Regions from separate parts of the Bos taurus genome. Here region 2 is linked to region 1. The links are chromatin contacts, called in public Hi-C maps. All regions are on one chromosome and are shown on one strand. Each heading gives the region's core, a stretch centred on a gene start, on an enhancer-like site or on the middle of the called end of the contact. The rest is flanking DNA. Distances are from core to core; before and after follow the strand shown. Region 1 overlaps LOC112449352 (a long non-coding RNA gene). Region 2 overlaps ATP9A (ATPase phospholipid transporting 9A (putative)).

The links. A called contact is a pair of places that touch in the nucleus more often than the background predicts.
Region 2: a Hi-C map of liver shows a contact between it and region 1, with 3 times the contacts expected there. The contact joins two enhancer-like sites. A contact is called at or near these places in 5 of 11 Hi-C or Micro-C datasets (blood, liver, skeletal muscle and 2 more).

Annotation. Positions count from the first base shown.
Region 1 is chr13:79,219,371-79,226,818 of ARS-UCD2.0, forward strand. It overlaps LOC112449352 (a long non-coding RNA gene), which reads left to right. Exons shown (of 3, transcript XR_009497052.1): 2 at 1-5,870; 3 at 6,617-7,448. Among named protein-coding and RNA genes, the nearest start is that of NFATC2, 180 kb to the right of the region's middle. Within about 2 kb of position 2,676, at least 11 of the 102 cell types and tissues checked have an H3K27ac peak or open chromatin away from gene starts, as enhancers often do. A contact at or near this core is called in liver, where this site is marked.
Region 2 is chr13:79,427,234-79,434,898 of ARS-UCD2.0, forward strand. It overlaps ATP9A (ATPase phospholipid transporting 9A (putative)), which reads right to left. Exons shown (of 28, transcript XM_025001333.2): 28 at 6,456-7,665. Among named protein-coding and RNA genes, the nearest start is that of NFATC2, 29 kb to the left of the region's middle. Within about 2 kb of position 5,213, at least 18 of the 102 cell types and tissues checked have an H3K27ac peak or open chromatin away from gene starts, as enhancers often do. A contact at or near this core is called in liver, where this site is marked.

The DNA of each region.
Region 1 (7,448 bases), core at 1,426-3,925:
TTTATTTAAAAAAAAAGACCCTAAAAGTAGTCATCATGCAACATCCTGAAACATCTTAGAGCTCCTTGCGTGCATGCTCAGTGGCTTCAGTCCTGTCCGACTCTGCTACCCCGTGGACTGTAGCCCGTCAGGCTCCTCTGTCTGTGGGATTCTCCAGGCAAGGATACTGGAGTGGGTTGCCGTTTCCTTCTCCAGGGGATCTTCCCAGCCCAGGGATCGAACTCGAGTCTGTTATGTCTCCTGTGCTGGCAGCAGGTTCTTTACCACTAGAGCCACCTAGGAAGCCCCTTAGAGCTCCCTACTCTTTCCTTATCTTACCTCTTAAGAATGGGCTTGTTTGAATCAGGCTGGAGGCTGGGATAAAAACCCTATTTTCTTTAGGGTTGGGGGCTTTAAAGTCTTCAGAGAGGCCTGGCCAGTGTCCTGGGGGCCAGTGTTTTGGGCAGAGCGAGCTGAGTCCTTGGGAGCTTGGGACTGGCTAGTGGAGCTGGGGGCTCCTCCTACAACGTGTTGACGTGGCAGATGGACGGAGGTCAGGCGAAAGGTGGTCCTGGAGTGAGATGCAGAGGAGGGGCAGAGAGGCGGGGGAGAGGGGGGCCTTACAGGAGGCCCAGGGGGAGCCCCGGGCCCCAGGACCAGCATCGCCTCCCGCCTGGGCCTCGGGGACCTGTCCCTCTAGGGGGCAGCAGGGCTCCACCGAGCGTCTCTGCCTCGGGAAGCACTCCTCGTGTTATTAACAGAACGTGCCCCAGTGTCCGCATCAGGGAAATTTCTTCACAGACTTGGCCTTGGCTGGGCCCAGAGGATGTCTCTTTTCACCTTCGGACGTTTGAGGGGGAAGTGCTCATTAGGAAGAAAAGTATTTAATGTCACAGTAACACGTGAACGGTTCCGAAACACAGAAGCCAACAGCTGTACCCACTTAGGGAGCACGTTGGGGTTCCAGCTGGCAGGAGTTCACCCCCCTCCAGCCTGGCCTGGGAAGGAAGCTGGATTTCTAAGACTTGTAATATTCACGGGGAGAAGACGTGCGTTTCCGCACTAGCGTTCGTGGCCAGGTTTGGGTTTTTAGACCCTCCAAACAAACCTCCTTGAGCGGGTCTTCCCCACCCACCTTAGGGGCACCTCGTCCTCTTCCTCTCTTGCTGGGGGAACCAGGACAGCCCCCGGCTGTGTTTTGATGTAACCCTGTGACAGTGTTGATCTGAGGCTCATGGGCAGCACCCCCTCATGCTGTGGCCTCGTGGTCCCATCTGGGGGCAGGGGTTACAGGTACCTGTGTGGGGCACACAGACCTGGTTCAGGTCCTAACTCTGCCACTTCACGCCGTGTGGTCATCAGAGGGGGCCCACCTGGAGCCTCACATCTGGCCTGAAAAACAAGGAGAGCCCTGGCCCACGGTGTAACTGTGATCCGGGCTTCGTTTGGTTCCAGGCACACCCTAACACTCACAGTCACTCAGCCAGCCACCCTACCAGCGCCCACCCACCTGCCCATCCAGCCCCCTGGCCTGACCAGCCGCTTCCCTCTTCCGTGGCTCTCGTCACTCATCTCCATCCCTTCTGTGTCTACGGTTCACAGTCTGTCTCCTGCCAGAATGTGAGCTCTCCCCTGCTGTGTCCAGAACACATCCTCAGCATCAGTAAATACTGTTGAGTACACGTGTGAATGAGTAGGAGCTCTCACCCAGCTACCCAGCCTCCCGGGATGTGCAGTGAGGACGGAGCTACTGAGCAAAGTCTCCAGGTGCTCTGGATGGACCCTGTGAGCAGACCCGAGTAGAAGCACCTGGCCCAGGCACTCACCAGATTCTGGTTCAACAGAACCAGGCATGTTCACATCCCTGGTTGTCGGATTTCCAATGTTGTGCGCAGCTTTTGAGAAAAATACTTACTGATGGTTCATTTTTTCCAAGTCAGGCATTTTATATTTTATTCATGCATTTGTTTTCGGCTGTGTTGGGTCTTCATCGCTGCCCGTGGGCTTTCCCCTCGCTGTGGCGGGCGGGGTTACTTGAGTTGCAGCGCTCGGGCTTCTCATGGCGCTGGCTGCTCTTGTTCGCAGAGCACGCTTCGCATTAAGGTGGGCTCGGTAGTTGTGGCTGCCAGACTAGAGCACAGGCTCGGTAGTTGTGGCACACAGCTTGTTTGCTCCACTGCATGTGGGATCTTCACTGATCAGGGATTGAACCCCTATCTCCTGCATTGGCAGGCGGATTCTTTGCCGCTGAGCCGCCAGGGAAGAAGCCCTGTCTGTGGCTTTATGATACAGTCAGGAGAATCACCACTCCCCGCCCCCCAAAGGGCGGCCACCATTTATACAGACTCACCCAGTGAGGCCCGCGTGGGGTCTTTGCACGTCGAGTGTTTCTGCACACTAGCTGGCGGAGGCCCAGGGAGGAGAACCCTGAGGGCCAGGGAAGTGTGCTCACAGGCCTGTGGAACTGACGCATGGAGCTTAGGACTGTGTCCACTCTCCTGAGCAAAGCCGGTGGGGGCGCTCACTGCGGGAGGAGCTGGCCCGTGGCGGGTAACAGGTGCCCCCCATGGTGGCCAAGAGCCTGGGCTCCTGAGGCGCATGCGTGGACGTGGCCATGAGCCCCAGCTGGGCTGTTTTCCTGCTGGGCGGCCTCAGCAGGCAACTTCACACCTCTGAGCCTCGGTTTCCTGTCAGGAGGGGTGACGGGCGCCAGCCGCCCCGGGGGCCGTGGTGAGAGCATCACAGGCACAGCTCTGAGCACTGTTACTGTGCTGAGTTCAGAGCTGAGCAGAGGAGGCGAGGGAAGCACAGTAACAGCCCCTGAAGACATCCACCTAGAACCTGGAACCCGTGAATGGATGCCACCTCAAGAGGGGGCATTAAGGGTGCAGCTGGAATTAAGCTTGCTAGTCAGCTGACCTCATGACCAGGAGACTGGCCTGGGGGACCCGGGTGGGTCCAGTGGGACCACAAGAGCCCTAAACGTGGATGACCGAGGCTGCGAGGAAGGCTGGGCCTGCCACTGCTGGTGCTGAAGCTGGAGGAAGGGGCATGAGCCAAGGAGTGGGGGTGGCCCCCAGAAGCTGGAAAACGCAGGAAAAATCCTTGAGCTTCCAGAAGGAATACAGCCCTGCCAGCACCTTGACTGTAGCCCAGAGGCTTCTGACCTCCCAAACTGAAAGGCAATAACGCTCCGCTGTTTTAAGGCACATGTTTGTGGCAATTTGTCAGTGCAACGACAGGAATCTCAGAGAAGGGGAAGGAGCCATCCCAGGAGGCAGGCTACAGCCAGGCTTCCCTGGGGGCTCAGTGGCAGACTCGACCTGGGTCTCCCTCCTCGGAGTAGAACTTAGCAGTATTAGCATCAGTTGAAGACCGCTGATGGGGGTGGGGGGGTGGGGGGAGGTTGAAAGCTCATAGAACCCAGGCCCTTTGTAAATGAAAAGACTGTCCAGATCATCAGCATTTCAGAGTGAGGTGTCCCCAGACTTAGTCCTGAGCAATGTTCTGCTCCACATGGCCCCATGGGTCAGCCAGGCAGGAAATGCTGTGGGCACTGCCCACCTTTTAAACAGCCGCGGTACTCTTCGTCTCTGAGAGGTTCTGAGAAGGCCTGCAGCAAAAAAAGCAAGAAAAGCTTTCAAACTCCAACTCAGTGCTTCCAAAGATATCATACCGTAAACCTGCTTCCCCCAGTCTCTTCCCCATGGAACACCTGCTAACAGCTCACGAAGTTTGTGTTTGGTTGGATGGGCTGATCTAATTAAATCGATTCATGAGACAAATGGGGAAATTGAAGCCCAAAGAGGTGGAGGGGCACTGGAGAAGCAGTGCAGCTCAGATGGGAGAACACGGGCTTCGGAGTCAAAGAGCCGGGGCTGTGCAGCTGGGCTCTGCTGCAGCCAGTCCTGTGGCCCTGGGGAAGTCATGCCACCTCTCGGGGCCTCTGATTCCTGATGAGTAAAACGTAGGTAAGAGAGCCTTCTTCGCAGAATTCTGGGAATGACTGTCTCCATCCGTTTGGGCTGTTATAACCAAGTACCATGATGGCGGGGCGGAGTTGGAGGGGGGAGGGGGGAAGATGCTTGTGAACAATAGGAATTGATTTCTCACAGTTCCAGAGGCTGGGAGTCTGAGAGCAGGATGCCAACATGGGCAGGTCCTGGTGAGGACCCTCTTGTGGCCTGCAGACTGCCCACGTCTCCCTGTGTCCTCATGGGGTGGAAGGAGAGCTCTCTGGAGCCTCTTTTGTAAGGGCAATAATCCCCTTCACGAGGGCTCCACCCTCAAGACCTAATTACTCCCAAAGGCACCTCCTAACACCATCACATTGAGGGCCAGGATTTTAGCCTGAGTTTTTGGTCCATGTTCATGGCCCACTGAAGTGGCTGGCGTCCACCTGGCAGGTTGTTAGGGAAGATTAGCTACTACTATTTCTTACAAGTTTCCTGTTGCCACAACAAGTCACCACAAACTTAATGGCTTACATCACAAATTAATTATCTTACATTTCTGGAGGTCAGGAGTCCTAAAGGCAAGATGTCAGCCGGGCTGCTCCTTTTGGAGGCTCCAGAGCAGAATCTGGCAAAATCTGTTTGCCTTTTCCAGTTTCTAGAAGCTTCCTATGTTCCTTGGCTCACATCACTCTGACTTCTGCTTCTGCCACCACAGCTCCTTCTCTGACCTTCCTGCCTCCCTCCTATAAAGGACTCTGTGATGGCAGTGGGTCCACCTAGATCATCCAGGATAATCTCCCAACCCCCAGATTCTTAACATCATCACAGTCACAAAGTCCCCTTTGCCTTATAAGGTGACATAGTCCCAGGTCCCAGGAATCAGGATGTGGACCTCTCTGGGGACCACTGTTCAGCTGACCTCACTCCAGATGCCTGATTTCCTGGCCCTGCACGCCTCCTGCCACCATGGGTTCCCTCTCTCCTTTGCTACAGGCTGGACACCAGAGGAGTGATTTGGTTCTGACCTGGGGTTCTGGTTGAGTCAAGTGCAGGAGGAAGTCTGTGTCCCTCCGAACACCCCCAGCCCTCTCAGGCCATGCTGGTTGCAGTGGAAGAGCATCTCAGGAGGCGGGCTGCAGCCACGGATCCCAGAGAAAACTGACTGTGCGCTCTCTGTCCATCCCTCATACACTGGAGTGCCTGCCACGCGCCTGGCCCTTCTCAGAGCTGCAGGCACAGCTGCAGGCTGGACGGATGGGGCCCTGCCCTCAGGAAGCTGACCTTCTCATGGGGGAGAAAGGACAGTCGGGGAGGGGTCATTTAATAGGCACTAGACCAAAACCAAGGCAGTGGGGTATGGAGATGGGGGTGCCGGGGGGCACTCCGTCCACCGTATGGGACTGGGGAGGGGGAGGCAGGCTGAAGGCTGGGGTTCCGGGTCTGACAGTGGAGCTGATGCTGATGTCGTCTTCAGAGAGGGGTTCACAGGAGGAGAACGGCGTTTTCAGGGCTGTGGAGAGGCGACGGGCCCCAGGTCCATTTACTTGGGGTGTCAGTGGGTGAAGAAGAGTCTGAACTGAAGCTAATGAACATAGCTTTTGTTCATCCCAGGATGGGAGTCAAAGCAACGGGGTCCCCACGGAGGAGACGACAAGAGGGCCTGGGGGCTGATGCCTGGGGGGCCTCCGTTTGGGCTGCGGAGGACAAGGAGCCAATGGGCAGAAGGAGGAAGACAGGTGCACGGATGTCCAGAAAACCAAGAGCAAAGGAGCAGGTTCACATGGTGGAGAGCAGTCAACAGTGTGGAACGCTGCAGACAAGCCCAGGAAGGGAAGGCTCGAGAAGGACCCATTTGGTTCAGCTGGAGGAGGGCCCCAGTGGCCTTGGTTTTGGCAGCATGCTGTGGGCAGAGACTGCCAAGGGCAGCAATGGAGGGTGAGCAGGAGGAGAGGACACGGGGACGAGACGCGTGAACAGCTCTTTCCTTGGCTGGGGTGTGCGGAGAGAGCCAGGCCAGGGGCTGGAGAGGGGTGTGGGGGGTGACGACTTTCTCTGTCTTTATTTCTGGTTTATGTAGACAGGCGACACCCAGCTAGTTTAAATGCTGATGCTCGGGACCCAGGAGAGGGGGCCGTGAGGATAAAGGGGAGCATGTGACCAGGTGTTGAGTGGGCGGGAGGAGGCTCCCCCAGAATCCCCACGTTGGGGTGGATGGCCGCCTGGGAGGAAGGACCCAGCAGAGGGAGGTCTGTGGACTGCGAGCAAGAGGGGTGTGCAGTGAACATGTGGGCACCAGCTCTGGACAGGACGGACGGCAGCCTGAGGACCCCTGGATGGGTCATCATGGGGCTTTAAATCTATAAGTGATGTGGTCCATTTGGTGCCTCAGAACCAACGCCTGGCAGCTGAGTGAGTGGGTGGGAGAAGCACAGAGACCAGTAAGGAGGCCGATGTTTAGACCCATCCCCCTGTTAGGGCCGGCGCTCTCAGGTGGCCTTCTGCTTTGCAGAGGTGCTGGTGGAAACGTCCGTTGTAACTCAAGATGGGGAATGTTCTGAGATGTGGTATGCTTTGAAGTTTATTTTTGTAAAGCTTTTTGTGTGTGTGTGGATGTGGGCCCTTTTTAAAGTCTTTATTGAATTTATTACAATACTGCTTCTGTTTTATGTTTTGGTTTTTAGGGGCCACAAGGCATGTGGGATCTGAGCTTCCTGACCAGGGATTGAACCCACACCCTCTGCATTGGAAGGCGAAGTCCCAACCACTGGACCACCAGGGAAGTCCCTGTTTTGAAATTTAAAAACACAAGGTCTAGGGCGAGTGTCCCCAGCCTCCGTGCCAAGGACCGTACTGCCCGTCAGATCAGCAGCGGCATTAGGTTAGAAATAAAGTGAACACTTGAATCATCCTGAAACCATCCCTCCAAATCCCATTTTTCTGTGGAAAAATGGTCTTCCATGAAATTGGTCTCTGGTGCCAAAAAGGTTGTTGTTCAGTCACTGAGTCACGTCCAACTCTTTTGCAACCCCATAGACTGCAGCACGCCAGGCTTCTCTGTCCTTCACTGACTCCTGACTGCTCAAACTCGTGTCCATTGAGGCGGTGATGCCATCCAACCATCTCATCCTCTGTCATCCCTTTATCCAGCCCTCAGTCTATCCCAGCCTCAGAGTCTTTTCTAATGAGTTGACCAAAAAGGTTGGGGGCCACTGATGTAGGGGATAGACTGGGCTTGGATCCTGACTCCCTTCCAACAGGAGTATGACCTCAGGCTGGTTACTTGACCTCTCTGTAATGGTTCATTGGTTGTAGCTGTGTAACAGATTACCTCAAAACTTAGCAGCTGAAAAGAACACATTTATTATCTCACAGTCTGAGTTGGAAAGCCAGGAGCAGCTTAACTGGGGCCTCTGCTCAGGGTTACTCATGGGGCTGTGATCAAGGAGGCAGCCGAGAGGCTGCTGAAGGCCTGACGGGGTGGGATCCCTTTCCAGGCAAAATCAGCAGCTGTTG
Region 2 (7,665 bases), core at 3,963-6,462, 210 kb after region 1:
AGCAAGTGCCGCCGAAGACACGGAGCAGCCGGAGCCCCCCTGCTGCTGTGGAATGGGAAACCGGCGCAGCCGCTCTGGGCACAGTTTGGCAGGGCTTGGCTTTTCTGTTTTTTTGCAGAATTGACACACGTTATATACTAGAAAATATAATAGAAGTTACACACCCCCATATGGTGTATAATTAATGTTTTAGTGTAGGTACAACCATCATCACAATCGAATTTTAGAACATAAGACACCCATTAAAAGTCACCCCCACCTTCCGACCGTCTTTCTGTCTTTAGAGAGTTGCCCCTTCTGGACTTTCCATATAACTACGGAATCACACAATCTGTGGCCTATGAAAGTGAAAGTCGCTCAGCTGTGTCCTGTTTGCAACCCCATGGACTTAGCAGTCCATGGAAATCTCCAGGCCAGAATACTGGAGCCGGTAGCCTTTCCCTTCTCCAGCGGATCTTCCCGACCCAGGGATAGAACCCAGGCCTCCCGCATTGCAGGTGGATTCTTTACCAGCTGAGTCGCCAGGGAAGCCCAAGAATACTGGAGCGGGTAGCCTATCCTTTCTCCAGCGGATCTTCCCGACCCAGGGATCGAACCCAGGCCTCCCGCATTGCGGGTGGATTCTTTACCCGTTGAGCCACCAGGGAAGCCCAAGAATACTGGAGTGGGTAGCCTATCCTTTCTCCAGCGGATCTTCCCGACCCAGGAATTGAACCACGGTCTCCCGCGTTGCAGGCGGACTCTTTACCAGCTGAGTCACCAGGGAAGCCCAAGAATACTAGAGTGGGTAGCCTATCCTTTCTCCAGCGGATCTTCCCGTCCCAGGAATTGAACCAGGGTCTCCCGCGTTGCAGGCGGACTCTTTACCAGCTGAGCCGCCGGGGAAGCCCTGTGTGGCCTGTAGTGACTGGTGTATTTCAGTCGGCAGTGTTCTCGAGGTCCACCAGGTCGTGCCGTGTCAGAGCCTCGCTCCTTTTTAAGGCTGGATAGCATTCCCTAGCGATGGACACACTACGTCTCGTTCACCCGTTCATCAGCCGATGGACGGCTGGAGTGCTTCCCCTTTATGGCGCCTGTGAACAGTGCTGTGAATACTTGTGTTGTTCGGTGGCCCGGCTTCAACCGTAGTCTCTTTCAACGACACTTTTCTCATCTGCAAAATGAGGGTACCACCACCTCCCGATCACAGAAGCAGGAACAGGTGGGAAAGCACTTTCAACCGTAAAACGCCACAACACAGCAAGGCCCACTTTTTTCGCGTCCGGTTCCTGAATCTTCCAGAGCTCACTCTTAAAACTCGGGGACCACCACGCTGTAAATCAGCTACATCCCAATAAAAACAAAAAACAACAGCTCGATGACTTAACGCCACCGAACCGTACACTTTAAAAGGTTTAAAATGGTACACTTTGGGTAAGTTTTACCACCACAAAAAAGCAAACTCAAAGTCACAAAGGTTTATGGAACCCTCGCCACGGGCCAGGTCCTGGGCTGGCTGAGGACGAAACCGGAAGTCAGTCCCTCCCGAGCCGCCCCTCCACGACCCTCAAGAGCCCAGCCCAGGAGGAAGCACCCCAGCATGGGCTCCCGTCACCCACTCCCCTTCACTTCTCTCAAGTCTCCTGGTTTATTTTTTCAAACTCAAGCAGATTTTGCCCTCTGCTCTATTAATCTGTTTTCATGTTAAAAAAAAATGTGTTAAATGACTTGCCAATCCAATGACTGATCCACTCTCATTCTCCACCCCAAGTTGCTGAGTCTGTAGAGCCTGGGGGACATCCTCTTTGGCTCCATCTACCCCCAGTCCTGCAGGGGTGTGAGCCCCGGGCAGGGATGTCCAGGTCAGCCCCGCGCAAGGCGGGCAGGTGGGCGTCCTATGCCGAGTACTGCGTCTTGGAAGGAGTGGGTCGGGGAAGAGGGGCCGCTCAGAGCAGGGCCTTCTGAAGGGAAAGCACCTGTGAAGTCAAGGAAGGCGTGGCGAGAGTCAAGGCGGGATATGACCTCTGTGCCCAGAGTCTGAAATCTTTCAAAACCTCTATCCACACAGGTGACCTCAAGGTTGGGAAGAAAACATGCACAGTAGCCCATTTCTGTGAAGGACTTGGAGCTTGGAAGAGACACCCAATCCTCTATCTGTAGCCCGCCCTCCGCTTGGAATGAAGACCACAGCTGTGTCCTGAGCCTCGAGGCTGGCCTCACAGGTGGGGCTCCCATTCCTAATAGCAGGCAAGGAACTGAAGCTCAGAGAACTTAAGGCATCAGCCTCGGTTCACTCAGTAGGTGTGGGGATGGGTATTCGGGTCTGTCTCATCCCAGCTGTGTCCAGGGCATGGTGCCCTTTGCTGCCCGCCCCCCCACCGAATTCCAGCCCATCCCCTGAAAGGCCGTTGCATTCATTCTCCTCCCGCCCACCATCAGGCCCAGAAGAAAGGTGGTGTTTCCCCTGGTGTCTCTCAAGCATGAAGCTGTTTTGGAGCGGGAGTCTCCACGTCTGCATCAGGCTGCCTGGCGAGCGGGTTTTTTTTTTTTTTTCTGGCTTGATTTTCTTTAATTCTGGTGGTGATGAGCTGCCTAATAAAATTATGCTAAGTTATGTGCATAGCGAGCAGCATCTTACACTCTAATTACTGGCCGCATCTTTGAAGAATTCCTGTGCAACTTCCAGGCTAATCAGCTCACCTCTTTTCTTGGGTCTGATTAGTCGTGTGGGCCGAGGGGAGCCCCCACCCTCAGCCCCACTCGAATCAGCAGGGCTCTGGATGTTGTTAGCTACTCCAATTGCCTTTTAAAAAATCTGTTTCACATAAAGGGACAAATGAGAATGAATATTTGCCCATCTTTAAGACACTAACTACATTCTTTTCCACAGCCTGTTTCTCGTTATTATTTCTTTCTTCAGGAGGAATTTGAACACAGCCTGGGTTCCCGCACGCAGTTCATGACTGCAAAGGGCTTCCTCTTCGAAATCCAGCCCAAATGGGCACACTCAAGAAATGCGGCAGCTTCAGAGAACGTGACCCAGTTAAGTCCCTTCTACTGGTTCTTCCTTCAGCCTCACCTTCTCCATCAGGGGTGGCCGGCTTTCCAGGGCTTGCCTGACAACAATCAGCTCTGCTCACAGCACCCCAGGCGGGGCTGAACAGAGACCCTTTGTAGTATTTGCTGGAAAAGCAAGAGGAAACTTCAGCCAAGGACCAGCTTCTTCTCCCCCTTATGTAAGAGTTAGTGTTGCTCATGCCAGTGAAGTCATGCAGAAAGTCGGCATGGGCGAGGGCTGACTCCAGTGGGAATGGTCTCACCGGAACCCCCTTGGAACACAGAGGTGGAGACAGAGACAGGCAGGGATGGGTCAGTGGGCCCCTCGGACACAGTTCAGCTTCTGACACACTCACGAGCCAACTTTAACACGCTTGCTTGGTTCTCATAGCACTCAGTCTGGATGCCATGGACGGGGGTGGGGGGCACATCTGCCTCCCCGCCCTCATCTCAGCACCCTGGCCATGCGCCCTCTTTTCTGCTCCTCCAACACACTCAGCCTTTTCAACCCCAGGGCCTTTGCACACCCTGCTACTTGAACACCACTTCCCCCAGTTCCTTTCCTCCCATCCTTCAGGCTTCTGTGCCAGCAGTCCACCCCGAAGGGCTCTTCTCTGACCCATCACTTCCTCTCTCCTTACTTATACCAGATCATCCCTCTGTCTCCCCTTCGCCCTGCTTTCTTTAGAGGACACTGGAGTCTGTATCTGCATGTCCCATGTCTCCCACACAGAAGACGATAATCATTACGAGGGCAGGGATTATCCATCTTGTTCTCCCCTGTGCCTCCAGCCCAAAGAACAGTACCCAGCACATAGTAGGTGCTCAGTAAATATTTAGCAAAAGAATGAATTAAAATATCAGTATATTCCACACAACTCTGATCCCTCATTTTTGGATTCGGCAATCTTTCTGGAAGGAAGTAAAATAATATATATTCCTGGGTTTATCTAGACCCAATAAAAGGGGGAAAAAAAAAAAAGTTCTTAAATCTCTTGGAAACACCAAACTCCCGACGTAAGCAAAAGAACCTGCAGGTTGAGTTCCAAGATATGAGACCTGGCTGGTCACTGAACGTACGTTGTGGGGCTGGGGACTTTACATATGATCCAATTACCCCAAATTTTAAGGCAAATCCATTTCAAAATCAAAACCTCAATATGGAAAGTGGAGTGTGGCTTTACTCTGGCATGCCTATGAGAAGGCAGGCTTTCTGAAAAGATGCTACGTTGTAGATAACTCATCCACAAAAGGCGGGGGGAAGGGAAGGGGAAAAACCCCAGGATCGGGTGTCTTTCTCTGCTAAAGCTTCAGATGAAAACCGATCCGGGAGTGCGTGACCCTCCAAAAATCTGCCAGCCCCCAAAGTACTTAAGTTACCCCTCCGACCACAGCCACATGGAGAACGAAATTAAATCCCACGGAAAGATTTGACTTTTTTTTTTTTTTTAACATTATGCAATGTTTGGATGAGAAAAGGGAAGGGGGGAATATTAGAAGGAAAAAAAAAAAACAACAAACTCATCTTTTTCCCAGAGTTTAGCAAAGCTATTTCTAGCTTTTAACGATACATCTCACCATCACTTCATGGGCAGTTTTGAGAGGCGAGAAGGCGGGACGCTCTGTTATGTAACCCATTTAAAGTAGGAAATTAGCAAGTCCTGAATGAATTCTGTTACTGTGCTCCGACTTGTGGAAAGTCTGGAGCGACTACAGTTCTATTTTGAGGTGAGCAAATCCATCATTTACAGATCAGCTCACAAATACCGCAGGGTTTCATGTCACCCTGAAAAGTTTCATAACAAAAACAGCTAAAGTACTTGGGGTGATGGAACATTTCGTCTCTAAACCTTATTAGCCCGAAGAGCAGCGAGGAGGGCAAGGCTTCCCAGTTGCCAATTATTCAAAAATGCAAATATACGAGATCAAATAAATATTCATCTCACCCTGCTCCCATCTTGCTGGGTTGTTTTTTTTTTTTTTTTCAAGCTAAGTCCAGCAAAACAGTCCGGTCAACAACATAAAAAGAAATGTCTGTTTTTAAGGGAGCCGTTGGCCATGAAATAAAATTCTGAAGCTATGAAAGCAGCATCTTGAAACAACAGTCGGGTATGGAGGGCCCGGCGGGCTGGTGAAAACAGGAAATAGAAAGGTCTTTTGATCCTCAGGTGCCCTCTAGCGGCGCGGCGGGAGCAGTGCCTGCACGGTCATGGAATTTCACAGCAGGCAAGTGTGGTCTGAAGCCTTTACATCGACCGCACGCGGTTAGGAAAAGTACCGTCCCTCTGCCCTGGAGCGCATGCGTCCCCCATGGGCCCAGGGAGCCGCCGCTGACGGGGGCACAGCTAATGTACAATCCCCTCTCTAATCCGTAAGCTGAGAACGGCCCTTTCAGCTGACAGCCAGCGAGAGGACACCAGCAGCCTGCACTGCTAAGAGCTGCTAATTAAAACATTTGGCCCGTTGGATGCTAACCGGCTTCTTGAGACAAGGAGTTTATACTGCTGGGCTCCTCTGGAAATGAAGGCTCCTACAGAGGGCAGAACTGACGTGTGCAGGATGCGCATGGGTTTCTCAGCCTCAACACTTCGGACGCTGGGTTGGGTGATCCTCTGTGGTGGGTGGGCTTGCCCGGTGACATGGAGGGTGACCTGCAGCGTCCCTGCAGGGTCCTCGCCGGATCCCAGCGGAGCACACCCCCCAAGCTGTGACAACCAAAAATGACTTCAGACATTGCCCATGTCCCCTGCAGGACAAAATCGCCCCTGGTTGACAAACATGTTGAATGAAACACAATGTCCTCTGCATTCTACACAATAGCTTCAAAACCTCTTTTCCCTAAAACTTAAGTGACTGTGATCCTGAATCTTCTGTCACTTAACAAAAGGTGGTTGGTTGGTTGCTCAGCTGTGTCTGGTTCTTTGTGACTCCATAGACTGTATGTAGCCCGCCAGGCTCCTCTGTCTATGGGATTTTCCGGGCAAGAATACTGGAATGAGTTGCCATTTTCTCCTCCGGGGGATCTTCCTGACTCAGGGATTGAACCCATGTATTCTGCATCAGCAGGCGGATTCTTTACCACTGAGCCACCAGGGAAGCCCCCAATAAAACATACTCAAAGCAATCAAAGACTGTGGGTATAAATAAAATATGAATCATGAATGTTTGCCTTTTTTAACAGAGATCATTTTTTAAAGTTCTAACATGTCTGGAATAGGCAACAGTACAGAATAATAAATAATGCATGGATTTGTGGGGTTTTTTTTTTGCTGAAATTGAGATAGTTCTTTACCCAGAGAAAAAGCTCTTTACTTTCTATGTACCACAAGACACACACAAAATAGCATTCTCATAAAAAGCTCTCATTCTGACACCAGAATTTCATGTTTCCGCACAAATTAAAATGATCCCCGAAGGCATAAAGTACACAAGCTTTATTGGGCAACAGTAACGGGCCACGCTGGCACACAATGAAAACAGAACCGTTCAGAATCACGCAGGATCACATGTGTGTCATCACGGGATCAAGAATGTAAATCATCTGGGAGTTTCTGCTAAATTCAAGTTCTGTACCAGAGCTCCTCTCTAATCAAAAAACGCTGTCCTGGTGAATATCTGCCGTGAGGGTTACAGATAATCTACTAATGAGGAAGTCAAGGAGCCCTAGAGGAATTCAGTCAGACCCATGACAACAGAGCAATAAATGAGCCACAATTTTTTTTTTTTTTTTGCAAATACCATGCCCCCTCCCCAGCTGCCCCCCAACAAATACAATATTCACAGACATTGCCCAGCAACACCGACAGACAGTGCCTCCAGCCACACTGTGATGGAGAAGACCAGACTCCGGGCGCAAGGTGCTGGCTGGAGAAGATCCTGCAAATCCCCGAGCGCCGCCACACCGCCCCCGTGCTACTGGGTTGCACACAAAAGCGTAACATACACACGTTTTCCTAAGAGAGAGTGGACATAATTCATGGGACTATTTCCTAAGAAGTATATATAAACGACCAAAAAAAGTGCTTTACGTTAAAAGAAGGTGAGAGAAATAAAGTCTGTTGCCTTTGCAAAGCTCCTTGCATATTTCTTAATGAAAAAGAAAACCATGACTGACAGGATTCTAACACGGTGAAAACCACGAACGTCTTTCAAACACTTGAGGTGACGTCATGCGCTCACACACACACACATTCCAAACACGCAAAAAAGGCCAAAGATAAAAGTGGCTGATGGGCGTTGGCCTTAAAAAGGATGGGGCAGAAGAACATATAGGTCCCATTTGCAATTTCGGCGGAGGTTTAAAATGCTGCCCCATAAGTGCTCAAGGGCGTTCCATCCCCACCCTTGGAAAAACAAAACAAAAGTATGAAAGCAAAAGTCTGGGGAAGGAAAAATAGGCATGATCGTGTCAGTTCCCAGTGAGCACAAAAGCTCAAAATACATTCAAAAGTACTGTCAGCATAGTCTAAATTTTCAGCAGAAACCATACGGGGAAAAGGGTAAGCAGACGCTGGCATTTAACATCACTGCTACAGAAAAGGGTTTCGCTAGGAAAGTCAGTCTGGGATCTGGATACAATGAAGCAGGAGCAATCTCAGCTCTCGGCCTCCCAGCTCCGGGTGGCTGTAA